Linked DNA regions of Mus musculus: region 2 is linked to region 1. A link is a contact called in public Hi-C data. All regions are on one chromosome and are shown on one strand. Each heading gives the region's core, a stretch centred on a gene start, on an enhancer-like site or on the middle of the called end of the contact. The rest is flanking DNA. Distances are from core to core; before and after follow the strand shown.

Region 1 (7,749 bases), core at 2,630-5,129:
TTCAAGTTGGGTTCACGGTTGGCCAGTCTGGATGACTGCTTGGTTGGGAAAAGGCTATGGATAATCTTTAGACCTTCCCTCCTAGAGTGATTCTATTGTCCAGAGAAGACTCTTGTCCCCGCAGGGAAATGTGACTATACAATTCATACTTCATTATGGCTGCTCAAATGGCTTTGGAACTGAGAGATACCTCTAGCGCTATCAGAGCCAAATGACAGGAGGGGGCTGGAGGACCATCCTCAAGTATCTGTCTACTGCTCTCATCTTCACTCATGGTACCCACCCTCCAGGCCTGGCAGCATCTGCTTCCTTTCCCCAGAAAATAAGTCTCTGGTGCAGATGAGGGGATGGTGCAAGAGCTTCCTGGCCACCTGGGTTTATAACTGCATCTCAACAAATGCTTGTAGTCTCTACATCTCCATCTCTAAAAACAACTTACTATAATTTCCTAAACTCTGGAGGAGGGGTGAAATTTTATAGGATAAATTTAATTTTTCTCAATTTCACTCATGGCTGGTTCAGGACTCAGCTCTGTTGGACAGATAGATCCATTCCCACATATCCATGTGTTTCGCACTTCCAGAATTATATGGCTGTTGCCTCTTCTCTTGTTTTTTGTGTACAGTTTTGGAAAAGAGAGAAAACTAGTAATAGTTATTCTACCTACCGTCTTTATCCAGAGGTCTTTAACTACAACAACAATAACCACACCATCACCATGGACACGCTGAGGTTGCTATGGTTACTCATCACAATATTTATGATGTTTCCTAAGATAGTGGTCTTACCAGAGCCCATCACCTCCAGTGGCACTGTCAGGTCGCCCTGTCCCTGCCACTGCCCGTCTCAGTTTCACATGGGAAGCAGAGTTTTATTTTGGAGGCGACACTGAGTTTGGGGTCAAAGAACTGGGCCTGCAGGCTGGGTCAGCCTCTTCTTTGTTGTGTCTCTCTAGCCAGAATAATCAGACTGTTTGAAATGGCTTCTTTTTTTTTTCACCATGCCATGGGAATTAGAACATAAACCTCTTAGGACTGTTTTGAAAATTACATGATAAAAACATCCGCAGAAGTGCTATGTGCGGTCCCCGGCACCTGGAAGGGTCTGTGGATCCTGCCTGGATGGATGGAAAACATTGAGTTTGGGAGTCAGAGAATTTATAGGACAAGCCCTCCGCCCATCCAAATTCAATACTGAAACTTTAATCACCAACACGTCAGAATATGACTCTATTTGAAAATGGAATCTTTTAAAAGAGGTAACCACAGTTAGGTCTGGGTGGGCGCCAATGCAAGACAACTGTTATCCTTAGAAGAAATGAAAGGTAGGACCAAGAAAGCACAGTAAAGGACCTTGAGAAGATGGTCCTCTTCAGGCCAGGGGGAACGTCCTCAGAACAAACCAATCTGCTGGCATCTTGACCTTGATCATTTAATTGTCACAACTGAGAGAAGTCAATTTCTGTCATTTAAGTGATTCAATTGGTGGCAGCTCTCACAAACCAATGCCAAGGACCTGGGTCCAAGCATCTAAATGACCACACGTGTTATCCTTGTCTCAGATGTCAGATGGTGCTAACGGCGGGTGTTTTGCATATGGTGGCAAGACCTGTGGGGTTGGCTTGGGTGGGTTAATAGGCTAGTTTACAGAAGTGTGCCTCTAGAGGTGGGGTTGGGGCTCAGCCAATGAACCATCTGTGGTAAAGGCAATGATATAAGCCCCTGTTTGGGTCAATGGATGATAGATGTGTGGATTCTGTTGTGCAAGTTAAGGGTCCAACCAAGCAGAGCCTCTAACTCAGCACCAGACAGTATTCCAGAGAAAGGAGCTTTATTAAATTATAATTTTATAATACATTCCTGTTAGCCCAGTGGTTCTCAACCTTCCTAATGCTGTGACCCTTTAATACAGTTCCTCACCTTGTAGTGACTCACAACCATAAACTTATTTTTTTTGCTACTTCATAACTGTAATTTTGCTACTGTTAATTTACTATAATGTAAATATCGGATATGCAGGATGTCTTATATGTGACCCCTGTGAAAGGGTCACTCGACTCCCAAAGGCATTAGGACCCACAAATTGAGAACTACTTCGTTAGAAGCACAAGGCAGGAAAAATAGTTATTACTTAGTATCTATAGTGACAGACCTCCAGGATCACTGCAGATACTAAAATCCAGAGATATCCAAGCATCTTATGCAAAATAAATAACTTACCTATCTACTCTGTAAACTGTCATCTCTCGATTCCTTACACTACCCAAAACAGTGCCAGGATTTGTAAACAGTTGTCCTGTTGTACCGCTTAGGGAATGGCAAGAATAAAAGTATATGTCTGGAACAGATGCAATTTTTAAAACATATTTTGCCTTTGAGGTTGAGTAATTCCACAGATGCAGGACTCGTGGATATGTATGGAAGCTGGCTATGCTGATCCCTGGTCAGTGAGTTGCAACAGCCCGAAACATCTGCTAACCAGGAAAGCTTCAGAGGCCGCATTGGCAGCTCGGTTTTCCTGTTGGGTGATCTTTGCCACAACTACACATCATGCCTGAGCCCCTCAGTCAAGACACTCATCTGTCCCCCTACCGTGCTGACAACTGAATAATGTGTCCCATGCTAAATATTATCCCATAATCTTGAGGTGTAGCTGTTTTTAGGGGTCCAGACTTATTTTAGGATGAGGCTTTTCTTTTTTTTTCTTTTTTCTTCCTTCCTTCCTTTCTTTCTTTCTTTCTTTCTTTCTTTCTTTCTTTCTTTCTTTCTTTTCTTTTTCTTTTTTTTTTTTGCCCCGAACTGATTTCCATCCGTGTTTTCTGCTGGTTGTAGCATGGGACAGAGTCACTGTGACATGAGGAGGAGGAGCGGGTCAGGGGGTGGGGAGTACAGACCAGTGGCTGGGACCAACGCTGTGTTTACATTCCTCTGAGAAAGCCCCGATACTGCTGGCCAGATCAAAAGTAGGATCATGAATTTTGTTGACATCGGAGATTCAGAACAAACAGGAAGTTTAGAGCCAGAGAGAAATTCCTGATGAAGTTTGAGCTAGGAATATGCGTTCAGAGACAAAATAGTCAGAGACTCTGTGATCACCTACATTTATTCGAGATCTGGTACATAACACAGAACAGAGAGGGCCCTGTGTCAGAGTTCAAAACAAAACAAATAAACAAACAGCTCACACTGCACACGCGAAATCTTTAACCATGGGTTCTCGGTCTGTGGAATCAGGGTGATAACTCCCCCACAGAGATACTGTGAGGATCACGTGAGTTCATACATGGGAAATGTTATGGTCCTGCCGGGTACAGAGCACACACTCACATGAGTGGCTAAGTGTCCAGTTAGTAGAATTCTCTGTAGAAGTGGAGAAGTGGACTGCCAGTTGGCAGACTGATTAAAAAAAAAAAAAGGCATCTCATCCGGTTAAGAACCTTCCAAACAAAGGCATCATCTGTGAGATGCTGAGGTGTCAGGCCTTTTCTGTGAAGAGGAATTGAATATCTGGATATTTCTTTATGAGGACGCAGTGCTCTACAGAAGCAGGTATCTTGGAAGGAGTATCACGGCAGTGGATTCAAGCAGAGACTGGATTCTCCAAGCCTGAGTCATAGGACTTTGTTTCTTTAACGCCCTGGGCTAATGGCTGAGCTCCTAAAAATGGGAATTGTTTCATCAAACAATCGGCAGCTTTGCCATGATAGGTAAGTTTTTGTGTGAAAGTCTGAGGCTGGCTCAGTGGCCCTCCCCATTGGCTGTGTTTGTTTTGAGGTGACTTGGGTCACAGGAGGGGTGGAGAAGGGAAGAGTATAGCCATCAAGCAGAGACCTTAGGGGCCACACTTAGTTGGCTCTGCTTCTTTTTATGATTGTGTGCTAACAGGCTAATCGACTAAGGCTGTGCCCTCTGTTCACCCGTTGGCTCCGAGTCTCTTATACTGTCTCCGCCCATGTTCTTTATAAAGCAAGAAACTGGAACATTTGGTTGCCGAGACGCACAGAAGGACTGTGCTGTCTCAAGATAACATCTGGAGGTTCTCGGGCCTCTTACACAGTAACACCCACAACCTTGGGCGCTTGTTGGCTTCGTCTCCGGCAAGTTTTGTCACTGGCACTTGCACACAGACCTTGCCGTCTCACAAGATGGTCCCCATATATCTTCCTAGCTGCTTCCTCTAGTGACCTTCTCTCTGAGTCATCTCTTGAGCTTAACGAGTGTGGTCTTTGGACTGACCTCTGACACGTCCAGGTGTGACGTACGCTTACTCCATCCTGAACAGTAATAGTCCCCACACAGCCTGTTTCCTCAGAGCTTCTGTTTAAGAACATCAGAACTTTTCCTAGACTGTGGTGGCTTTTGTTTGTCTAGCTCGCTCCTTCTCATCCTCTAATGTTAACTCATTTGCCCCGACCTTCTCTAGAAAATGCGGCCACTCCTTCCTCCTTTCACATTGCATCTGCCGCTAGAGCAGTACTCCCTACGAACGGTGTCTATTTCTTGGTTGAACGATCCCGTAGGTATTCTCTGAATTGTCATAAATTGATGGCTTCCCCTAGTGGACCACAGTCTCTTAATGCATATATTTAGTTTACAAAAACAAAACAAAGCAAAAAGGCCTACCCCGAGAAGATGTGAGGTTGGCGGGAGGAGTTCCCTGGACACAGGTGGCCGGGAGGAGTTCCCTGGACACAGGTGGCCACGAGGATAGAATGTTTGTGGCTTCCTCATGGACCAGCCTGGGCTTTGCTTGCAGTGCACTGCCCCGACTTGGATCTCCTTCTGTCCCTTACTGTGTGTACTTGATGAATTGCTGCTGGGCAGAGAGCACCAGGGCAGATTCCAGACCAGAGCTCTACTAAAGCTCAACCTCAGCTAGGCGACCTTGGGGAAATTATTAATACTATAGAAGTAATAAAATTATCCTTTGCACGGCCTCAGTTTCCCGAACCCATACATACGGTGACCACACAGGATGAACTAGCCTTGCAATTCTCAGACTGTCTGGTCTGAGACTGTCTTGAACATAACCCAAACTTGCAAGGTTGATGGCAAACTTCACTTCATTATCCTTGTGAAGTCCTGGCAAGTAGTGGTTCCTCTTGGGAGGGTTTAGAGCCAATGCCCATGATTCCTATGGCTCCTTAGAATAGGAAACTTCGTTGGCAGGTGACACTAGTGTTGGGTCCCCTCCTGCCCACACACACCCTCCAATTTGTTCACCATGCTCCCTTATTAACACAATGAATAGTTTGCCCAGGCTCTGTTGTAGCCAACTTAAGTATTTACTCCTATGGTAAGTGAGCACACTACCTTGAGGGGAATACAGCTGGCTTGTGTGTAGGGACATCTAGCCAAGGACAGAGATGCATTCTGGGAAAAGGACTGAGATCTTCACAGACACCTCCCTCCCTCTTGGAAACAGGGCTGGCAGTTGCCCCTTTACCGGGAATATGCTCATCTGCCATCTCTTGAAGGAGAAGGCTGTGGAGAAGCCACCAAGAAAATGCCTGTGTTGTCCGGACAGCAGGTTAACAATGTTTGTCAAGACACGTTGATGTGCCAGGTGTGCTTCAGGATGCTCTCATAGGACAGGAGGCATCCAGTCTCTGCCCTCTTTGACACTTGGGTAGGAACAGCAGACAATGAAGCAAGCCATAACAATAAAAGCTGATAAGAGTTATGATAGGGGAAATACATGGCACGACCAGAGAAACCCAGGGAGGGCCCTGGGCTGGCCTAGAGCAGGTCAGGGAAGGCTTTGAGGAAGAAGTAGCCTCTCCCAGAGAGGCCTGATAGGTAGGCAGGAGGTGGCCAGAGTAAAAGAATGGGGGAGGTAGGAGGTAGGAAGGAGGACAGGGTTGATAATGGGGAGGGGAGGGCCCCAAGCAGACCCTTGGGCCTGAAGAGCCAATATATGCTGGACCTCAAAGCACAAGGGGCAGCTTGGGGAGGCATGAGGTCAGCCCTGGGAAGCAAGGGGCTCTAAGTGGAGGGACTTTGGAATGAAGATCAGAGCATCCTCTTGGGGTAAACTGTACATAGAAATTAAATGATAGCTTGCTGTTTCCTGGAATTTGAGAGATAGAAGAACCTTTGAAAGGTAGATATCCCCTTATCATTTTTCTCGAGGAATAAATTGAAACTCAGGTTTATCCAAGGCCTCTCTGCCCCTTAGAGACAAAGGCAGAAGTGTGAGCCGGGACTCCGGGGGTTTGATCCTGTGTGCTGATAGAACTAGCTCCCAACAAAACCAACCAGATTTGCAGCATTTTCTCATTTCTGTGATGTAAATGTTCTCCCTGGGGCCAGTTTCTAACTACCAGCATTTTAACAACCAACTCACTAAATTCCTGAAAAGTTTGTGATATGCTCTGGTGAACTGTTTCATGCCAGCCACAGGACCCAATGGAGAAGCAGTCATGTGAACTCATCTCTTCTCTGCTTAGGGTCAACCACCACAGAGCAATTATATCCTAACAGCCTGCAAACGTTGCTGATGAAGTTCCCTGACGCATCCGAGGGCCATCATCCGTAATTTACTGTATGCTACTTGAGTACATTTTCTCTCTGGCCAATGGACAGAAATTTCTCCCAGAAGACAGACATCACTTTCCGATACTGTCACCTTGAAGCTCTGGACTTTATTTTCAAGGCCGTTGAATGTTCTGTACGTTTAGAACAGCTTTTATTTTAAGAGTAACTTGTGGGGTTGTCTTAGTTAGGGTTTTACTGCTATGAACAGACCATGGCCAAGGCAACGCTTATAACATTTCATTGGGGCTGGCTTACAGGTTCAGAGGTTCAGTCTATTATCATGAAGGCGGGAACATGGCAGCATTCAGGCAGGCATGGTGCAGGAGGAGGTAAGAGTTCTACATCTTCATCTGAAGGCTGCTACCAGAATACTGGCTTTTAGGCAGCTAGGATGAGGGTCTTATAACCACCCTTACCCACAGTGACACACCTACTCCAGCAGGGCCACACCTTCTAATCCTGCCACTCCACCATCACAGCAGATTTTGTTTAGTTGTTTTCTTTTGCTTTGGCTGGAGAAGTTCAGTCAGTAGAGTGCCTGGTCCCCAGAACCCAAGGAGAGAGAGAGGGAGAGAGGGAGAGAGGAAAGGGGGAAGGGGGGAGAGGAGAGAGAAGAGAGAGAGAGAGAAGAGAGGAGGAGGGGAGGGAAGGGAGAGGGGAGAGGAGGGGGAGGGAGAGAGGGAGAGGGGGAGGGGGAGAGGGAGAGAGAGAAGACAAATTGCTGGGAGCATGTACTTGTAATGCTATCGCTGAAGAGGCAGAGACAAGCAGGATCCCTAGGTCCTTAGCTGGCCAGTCCAGCCTCTTGTTTTGTGTCAGGTCAGTGAGACATCTTGTCTCATAAAAGGGCAATGAGGATGAGGAAGGCCTCCGCCTGAGGAAGAGCAACCAGGCTTGCATAGGCATAGATGTCACATGCACTGAAGTTCACAGCCTTCCACATAGCACCATGGACTGAAGGCCAAGTACTCAAAACATAAGCCTATTGGGGCCATTCCATATTTAAACCGCAACGTGAATACGAGAAACTGATAGCCCAAATGGACGTGGAAAACAACTGTACTGGCTAGTTTTGTGTCAACTTGACACAGCTGGAGTTATCACAGAGAAAGGAGCTTCAGTTGAGGAAATGCCTCCATGAGATACAACTGTAAGGCATTTTCTCAACTAGTGATCAAGGGGGAAAGGCCCCTTATGGGTGGGACCATCTCTG
Region 2 (7,749 bases), core at 2,242-4,741, 330 kb after region 1:
ATAGATAAATATAATTTTTATATATCGAAACGCACATATAAATATATATGTATGCATATATACATATATTTGTGTGTGTGTGTGTGTGTGTGTGTGTGTATGTGTGTGTAACTTCCCTTGAGCAGCAGTGCCAGGCCCTTTGTAGAGACCCTATGAAGTTGTCTCAGCCCTAGCTGCCACCCTTCCATATTCCACATCAGCAGTCTCGAGTCTATGCAGTCTTCTTGAAGGGCCATGCTGTTAAAGGTTGCTACTGCCCGTCTGCCTAGACACATCTCCTACTGCAAAGCTGAGGTGCTCTGTCCTTCCTCGCACGTGAAGCACCCCACCCGGGACCTTGTCTCATTTCCACATGCCTCGACTGCAGCCATGACTTTGTCATGGCAGGGAACTTCTGCTATTGCTCCCCATGGCAACTGTGAGGAGACTGTAATACGGGGAGGATGGATTCCAAATCCTGAAATAGACGTTAGTCATTGAGAGGGGCAGGAGCCATGCAGATGCTCAAGAGCCCCAATAGTGATGGGGGAGTGAGGTTATCACTGTCATGGGCATGGGGACCGAAGTTCTGAAACCGAAGTCTCTTCCGTAAGGAACGGAAGGACAATCCAAGCATCCTACTTCCTGAGGAAGCTGACCTGGGTCAGGAACACGAGTGCTTGTGGCCTTTACATTGTCCTGTAGAGTTAGGTATTTACAGATTAGCGATGGGTGTGGTAGGCTGGGCCATCAGAAATGACCATCAGATCCAAACAAACCTGCCATCCTGGCTGTAATGGAAATGACAGTGAATGTTGTCAAATGTGCAGCCCCAGAATCAAAGGGACACCAAGAACCACTGTTATGCCATGATACTCATAGAACAAGGGCTGGCACTGGGTCCCTGTTCTAGAGACATCCACACCCAGAAATGCGAGTACTCCTGAAAGAGCCAGCACGTAGAGGGCTTCCCGTCTATCCGCCTTCAGACTTCACCTTCAGTCCAGCATCCTAGGGGCAGGGAGACACGCAGAGGAACCTTGACCTGCGAGGGAAGTGCCAGTCTGTGATCAGCAACTCAATCTGGAAAAGCAGAGAGGAAAGTCTAGCCTTGACGTTCTAGAACAAAGAGTTGAGAAACAACAGTGTGAGCTTTTGCTAATATTAAGTGCTGAAAGAAATGTCTGGTGGTGCAGAGAGGGTCCTTCCATAGTGGCCATGCTGTGATGTTTGATGGACACATGTTTGCTGTCTTCAACCAGTCTTGTAGCAGACACGGGAGACTTCCCTGGCTCTCGCTTCTAGAGGACTTTCCATAGGAACGTGGAATCTAGAGTCTCTACGCCTGCCTTTAGCTCATCTGGCCCTTGGGTGTGGACTACCCTGCTCAGAGGCTCTGTGGAGGAGCCTGGGAGTCGGGCAGGCATCAAGTCTGCTGCGTATACTCTAAACCTGCTACCCAGACAGATGTGTTTTATCTGCCTTCTCTCCGTTCCATATAAAATATCCTTTAAGAGAAGGATTCCATTGCTTTTTATAATATTTGAAATGTTTGCCTTGGATACTCTTTTCAAAGCCTTTTCTTAACTTGATAAGAGCTAGAAAAGAACTCGAGGCTAGACTAGAAGTCCAGAATCCTATTCACACATTCAAATTTGTCAGCTCTGGGACTGCCCTGTCCTGAGAGGACAGTCTTTATGGCCCCTCCCCGATCTGATGCCTGAACTCCACACCAGGCTGAGGACCCAGCATAAATAGAAGGTGGACGGCCAACACCACACTAAAGGAGCTTGGAGAAGCTGCAGTGCAGAGACCTCACCACACAGCTGACAAACGAGAGCGGCAGAGAGGAAGTCCTAGTGAGCGCCAGGCTGGGCTGATTTTACCCCGCCCCCGACTCCTCCATGGCCCTTACACCTATCTCCTGCCAGTTCCCAGTTGACTCATTGTCTTCCCCTGCCTCTGTGACTCACTTAGAATAAAAATGTCCCCCTCACAATGCCACCAGTGTTCCCTGCAGGGCATTGGACATCTGTTTGGGATCTGTGACCCCTAGAAAACTGCAGTAAATAAATGTCGCCATCCATCATATAAGCAGCTGCCTCAAAGAGCCCAGACTAGAAGAAACTTCCAGAAAATTCTCCCCCACCCCACCCCACCCATCTCCCCTTCTCTGACAAAGCTCCTGGTCTCACTTCCTAAACAGAGCCTTCCAAACAGGGCCACATTCCCTTCCCACCTTCAAAACAGCTGAGCCCTGGCACTGAGGGACAGAACACCTGCCTTCCTCGAAGTGTAGCCAAGAGAGCTGTGTCCCAGGCTGTGATCAGAGCTAAGCAGGTTGGCAACTGAGGCTGAGCCAAGGGTGCAGTCAGGCTAAGGGGTAACTACTGAAGGAACAAGAGCCCAGAGTGTGAGAGGAAGCCACAGAAGGTCGCATCTGCCTATGGGCTCCACTTCCCTCCTTACACCAGTAACCACATGAATAAGGTCCCTCTGTGGTCACCTAAGAGCCGAGCCTTCTGGCCACAGCAGGCTGTGACTTCCTAGACAACACCCACACACAGGCATGACCCTCTATGTCTTCCTCAATCCATAGTCCTCCTCATCTCTCAGGGCCCTGTGTCATTTTTTTTTTCCTGCAGGATGTGGTTGACATCTGTCCCCTGGTACCTTCTTAGTCTCCCTATCATCCACTGTAGCCCAGAACTCACGGTTCCCTTCCCCCTGGATTTTTCCATTCCTCTCTACTTTAAGCCACATTAATTCTCCTAATGCTTATTTCCACACAGCCAAGTAGTTGCTCCCTCAAGGGCAATGGCCGGAGCTCTGTCACCACTCTCACAGCGGCTCCTGATACCGCTCCTCACAGTGCTCGCCCAAATGTACACATGCAGCTCTCGTGTAAGCGGAAGGCTGCGCCTCCTGACACCTGGAGATGTCTCACAGACGCCCGTCATTGTGCCTCTGTCCCCCCTCTTCCCACCTGACATACACTCATTCACCCCATTCTCTCACCCTTCCCTCAATGTACACCCTTCCCTCAATGTACACCCATTTGCCATTTGTGCTGTCTCTGCATTCTCTGTGACCAGATCACGGGCAGATGTCAGCATCTCTATTCCACAGGAGCAGAAACTTCCTACTAAGCTGAACGGTCCATCTTCCCTCTTGTGCTCAGCAATGGGTCCCCAGCCCGGCAATGTCCTCTGCCACTTCAGCTTCAATGACAAAGGCAGAGATGTACCAAAGTTCTGGGAAGCAAGAGGATAAAATAGGCAGAGAGAGAGAAAGAGGACAGGCCACATTGGGATGTCATTCACTCTTGGTCCAAAAAAACCCTGAGAAAAAGGCTTTCCAGTCAGCTAGGAAAAACAAACAGAGCCAGAATGGAGTCAGCTGGAGGAAGAACAACCTAGCAGCCACCATACAATCAACCAGAATCAAGCGGCCTTATGGACACAGCTCTGTCACCGTGCTGGAGAAACCTGAGGGGGCAGTGTTGCGAGTGTCCTGGGAGGAACTCTGCGGATTTCTATGTTATCGGCTGGGGGAGGCCTACAGCGTTTGTTGGCCCCTACAGGCAAACACAGTGGCCAGACCTTCGAAACAGGACGCCTTTGTCCGTGACTGACACCCTGGCCTAGAGCCCAGCTCCGCTTCAGGGGAGGATTTAGGTCACAAGAAAATGGGGGCTGGGGGGAGGTGGCTATAGTTTTAGAAATCTGTCTCTGTAAAACTCGGGGAGGTATTTTACCCCTTCCCAGGGTCACACCCTTGCCCTGGCTGACCTTACTTTGTATTACTCTGACTTTGAAGCTAGAGCTTTGGCTGGCCTCCTCAGCTTCTTTTTAAAAAATGCTATTTGGCAAATTCCCACCCGACTGGAACCTCCCCCATCGATCTATTACCTCTTTCTAGTCAGCTCAAATCAGTATGTCTTTCCCAACCTCTGTTCAGTTTAAAGACCCGTGCAAACATGACCATGAAGCCCCTGGAAGCTTCCGGTAGACTAGAGAGTTAACCAAGGAGCACGAAATTAGGACTGATTTCCAAAGCCAGTGAGCGTCTCAGAGGAGGATGGTGCCCTGGCCTGCTCATACTCCCCGGCTGTTTCTGCTTTAGAGAGAAGTTGCTGAAGGTATTAAAGCAGGCTCTTGAAGAACGACCCAGTCACAAGCTGCTGTGATCTTTCTACTTCAGCTGCCCTTTCTAAACTACTGACTTTCATAGAGGTCAGCCAGAAACCCTGCCTTCGAGGCCAGTCCTTATCCTCAGTGCATTTTTATAAACCTTGGCAAATCGTTTTTCCATCCCTGTCTCTTTTATGAGAAGAGCTAACTGCTCTCTCACGCCAGGCGCTAATAAACTTTGTTCCTTCCTGTTGGCTTTGCTCGCCATCTTCTGGACAAAAGCAGTATTGCTACCGAGGTAGAGCCGGGCCAGGGCTTCTTAGCGCAAACCCAAAGCAGTTTGGAGAGGACCAAAATGAACTACTCCTGAATGCCAAGAGCGCAACAATGAGCCTCATTTGTTATGGCAAAGACGTGCTAAACACTTCTTTTGAGAAATCACGTCCGGGGTACCTCACCTTACACCTTAATGTGTAAGTGGCCTGTCGTGTTGTACACGATGTGATTTGTGATGGGCACACATCACATAGTCTCTAAACCAGAAAGCCTGAAGTCTAGGGTCAAACATGGAAGATGTCCGTACATTCGAGTGAGATGCTGCCTGCTCGGAGTCCTCAAAGAGCTGGAGCTCAGAGCAATGGGAACCATGCAGAGGAGGTGGCAAAGCTGGCACCGACTGACAGTGGGGGAAAGAAAGGATAAACATGCTTAAGGAACACCTTGTGGAATCAAAACACTGCTCCTTCACAGCCATAGATCCAGCGACGCAGTTAGGAAGGTGGCCACTAGGAGGCTTAGAATCCTGGCAGCAGGGTAGTGGAGCCAGGAGAGTCTGGAGTTCAAGGTTGGCCTTGGCTACATAACAAGTTCAAGGCCACCCTGGTCTATATGAGAATCTGTCTCAAAATAAAATAGAATAAGGAGGCAGGAGGAAAAAGGAGAGAGGGGGGTTATGGCTTTTTTTATCAAGATAATTCTGCAGACCTGACTAGATCTACATGTGTGAAACAGAACACAGGGTGAAAGGAAGAAAAAAAATCAGACTTACAGCAAACCAGCTTTGGTTTCAAATCTCCACCCTGCCAGGTGACAGCTGTGTGCATGTGAAATCAGTTAGGTATCCTGATCCACAGTTTCTCATACAGGCAGGGATGACCACAGCAGCTCTTCAGAGGGGATAAAATATGGTCACATGCATGTTCTGATACATGACTGACACCAGGGCACAATGCCAAGGTCCCAGCTGCTATGCCCAGAGAACTTACAACTCCTCCAGGTCATTTTCAAACCACCTGGGACAGACTGAGAACATTGCCTATCTAGAACTGAATAGAGTTGGTCCACCTCCTGCTGGGACTGTGACCTGGAGTCACCAAAACAGACATGTGCGAGTAAGCAGTGAGGACGATACTCAGAGCTTCAAGGAGCATGCGCCAAGGTCAGGGATGTACGGTAGGTAGTCTCTGCAGATTCTTTTTACCCTCACTCTCACGAATCCAATGTGGGAAAAGCAGGCTCCTTGTGAGCTCCGGACTGGTCCCAGAGTCAGTGCACAGTGCTCAGCCGCAGCTCCCCGGGAGCAGGGGACGGAGAGCACATGCGGGAGGATGAATCTAGATCATCTGCGGAAGCCAACGTGCTCCCATTTCATTTACTTCAAGACTCTTAGCCCCACCTTATGTGAATGTGAATTGTAAGTTGTCGTGGTAGGCGATTAATCCCACTCAAATGGCTGGGACATTTCCAAACTTCCATGTGGCTGACACTCTCCCCTCCAATACGCCTGGGCTGTCCTCTAATCCCAAGCAAGTAAGTGGAGACAGTTGGCCACTTACTAAAATCTATATTCCAATCTTTGCAATGGGGGCAGGGGCTGGGGCCGCTCTTGCCGGCTCTTCCATGATTGCTGTGCTCTCCCTCCTGCAGCCTCGGGCCTGGTCTCTCTCCTTTCCCGACACAGCGGTTCTCAGTCCCCTCTCTGTCCCTTTGCCCTCAAATCCTAAAGTCCCATGTCTGTCTCCCTGCCCAGCCATTGGCCGCTGGCCATTTTATTCACCAATGAAAACCAAACGAGGGCAGGAATCCTCAGGGTTTTAGATGCAGGTCCTCCTGCAATTTTGGGAACCCATTTAACATAATACAAGCATTAAACCAAATCCACCACAGCAAGTATCCAGCATTATGTAGCACAGTGGAGGGAACTCCTAAAACTCGTACGATCAGAGACACTTGAGCTTCAGGCTGCAGACCTCAGATTGGCCTCCTGAGACGATCCCCCTGGGAAAAGGTACCTCAGGGTTGCTATCTGAAAGCAAAGCCAAGGTTAAACTCCTGTCGACACAGGTCAACCCCTGCACTCATGCCCCTCTTGGAAATGTGAGCCTTTGTGTATCTGTTTGAGACAGGCTCTTGAGTAGCCAGGCTGGTTCCAACCAAAGTCACTGGACAGATCAGCCTTTGCCCGCCCCTTTCAAGCAGTGGAATTCTAGGCTTGCCCTGCCATGCTTGGCTAACACAAGCCGCTTGATCCCTCCAGCAAGCAAAGGCATGTAAAACCAGCCCGAGGACACTCCGTTCAGAGCTGTCTGGGGCTTGTCGTTTAAGCTGGTGGACAATTGTCTTGGGACACAAGCATCCATCTGGGAAGGCGTCCTCTAACCCCAAGCATCATCTCCCCACCCACCCCCTTCCAACTCTACCTCTACAGCTAAATGCCAGCGTTTGGCTCAGGAAGCCTCAGTTCAGTGTAAAGACAAATATACATGGTGAGTGTTGTGCCCGCGTTGTTATCGGCCGGTTCTGTGTCTGTGTGTTTCAGTTAACACTGGATCTCCTTCTGGGTTACAACTCTAGCCAGCACCTTGGATTTCCTAGCAAGGACGTCAGAGCTGGATGTGAGTTGGGCAATCTAAAGGACAGGACAGGGCCAGAGCTTGCGGAGAAGAAACACAGGCTGAGCGCTTTCACTATTGCCAAACTCAGGTTCCAGGGGGTCTTAGAAAAATCCAAACAGGCATGGGATGACAGCGCCTTACCATTCCATCTTTCTGTCTGGTTAGCTTCTGGAGATGCTGATCCATCCAGGGCCCTCTAAGCTACCTGCAGCACTGAAGGGCACAGGTGGGCCTTGGACTACATTCAGTCTAATATCACCCCCCACACACACAACCCCACCACACCAACTCTGGGAACCCAGCACACTTGCTACCCCAATTCAAGCCCCGTGTGCCTGTGCTTCTCCCGTGTTATCCTTAAGCCCCATATCCCCTTGTCCTGACTCCTTTCTATTTTTCCTTCACTTCAGTCCCCAGCTCTTACCCCTCCAAGTCCTCGTAGGGCCACACACACTCTACTCACAACCCAAAGTGAGGCCAGGCACATACAGCCACGGCTCAGCATGCCTCCTGGAAGGTCGTGTGGGCAATGTGGTGATACCCGTGGGCCTTCATGGTTGTTCCTAACTTGTCATATGTGAGCCGGACGGCAGTTGTCTTCGCTTTGAGAACGAGCTTTCATGGTTCCATGTGCTGACCTAGACAGAGGACCTCAACATGTGGCTAGAAGACGCCTCCATGGCCATACTCCACACGCCATATTCCTGGGGCAGCCACTGACTGCTTCCCACTGGTGGCCCTCA

The links. A called contact is a pair of places that touch in the nucleus more often than the background predicts.
Region 2: a contact with region 1 is called in a Hi-C map of uterus, with 5 times the contacts expected there. The contact joins two enhancer-like sites. A contact is called at or near these places in 5 of 39 promoter capture datasets (the C10 cell line, embryonic stem cells, hippocampal neurons and 2 more), 2 of 484 Hi-C or Micro-C datasets (bone marrow-derived macrophages and uterus), 3 of 115 datasets of contacts at active chromatin or transcription factors (embryonic fibroblasts, embryonic stem cells and stem cell-derived neural progenitor cells) and 1 of 9 other capture datasets (liver).

Annotation. Positions count from the first base shown.
Region 1 is chr17:86,569,857-86,577,605 of GRCm38.p6, forward strand. All of the region lies in intron 11 of Prkce (protein kinase C, epsilon), which reads left to right. Among named protein-coding and RNA genes, the nearest start is that of Gm52297, 96 kb to the right of the region's middle. Within about 2 kb of position 3,880, at least 27 of the 459 cell types and tissues checked have an H3K27ac peak or open chromatin away from gene starts, as enhancers often do. A contact at or near this core is called in liver and uterus, where this site is marked.
Region 2 is chr17:86,901,945-86,909,693 of GRCm38.p6, forward strand. No RefSeq gene overlaps it. Among named protein-coding and RNA genes, the nearest start is that of Tmem247, 12 kb to the right of the region's middle. Within about 2 kb of position 3,492, at least 151 of the 459 cell types and tissues checked have an H3K27ac peak or open chromatin away from gene starts, as enhancers often do. A contact at or near this core is called in liver and uterus, where this site is marked.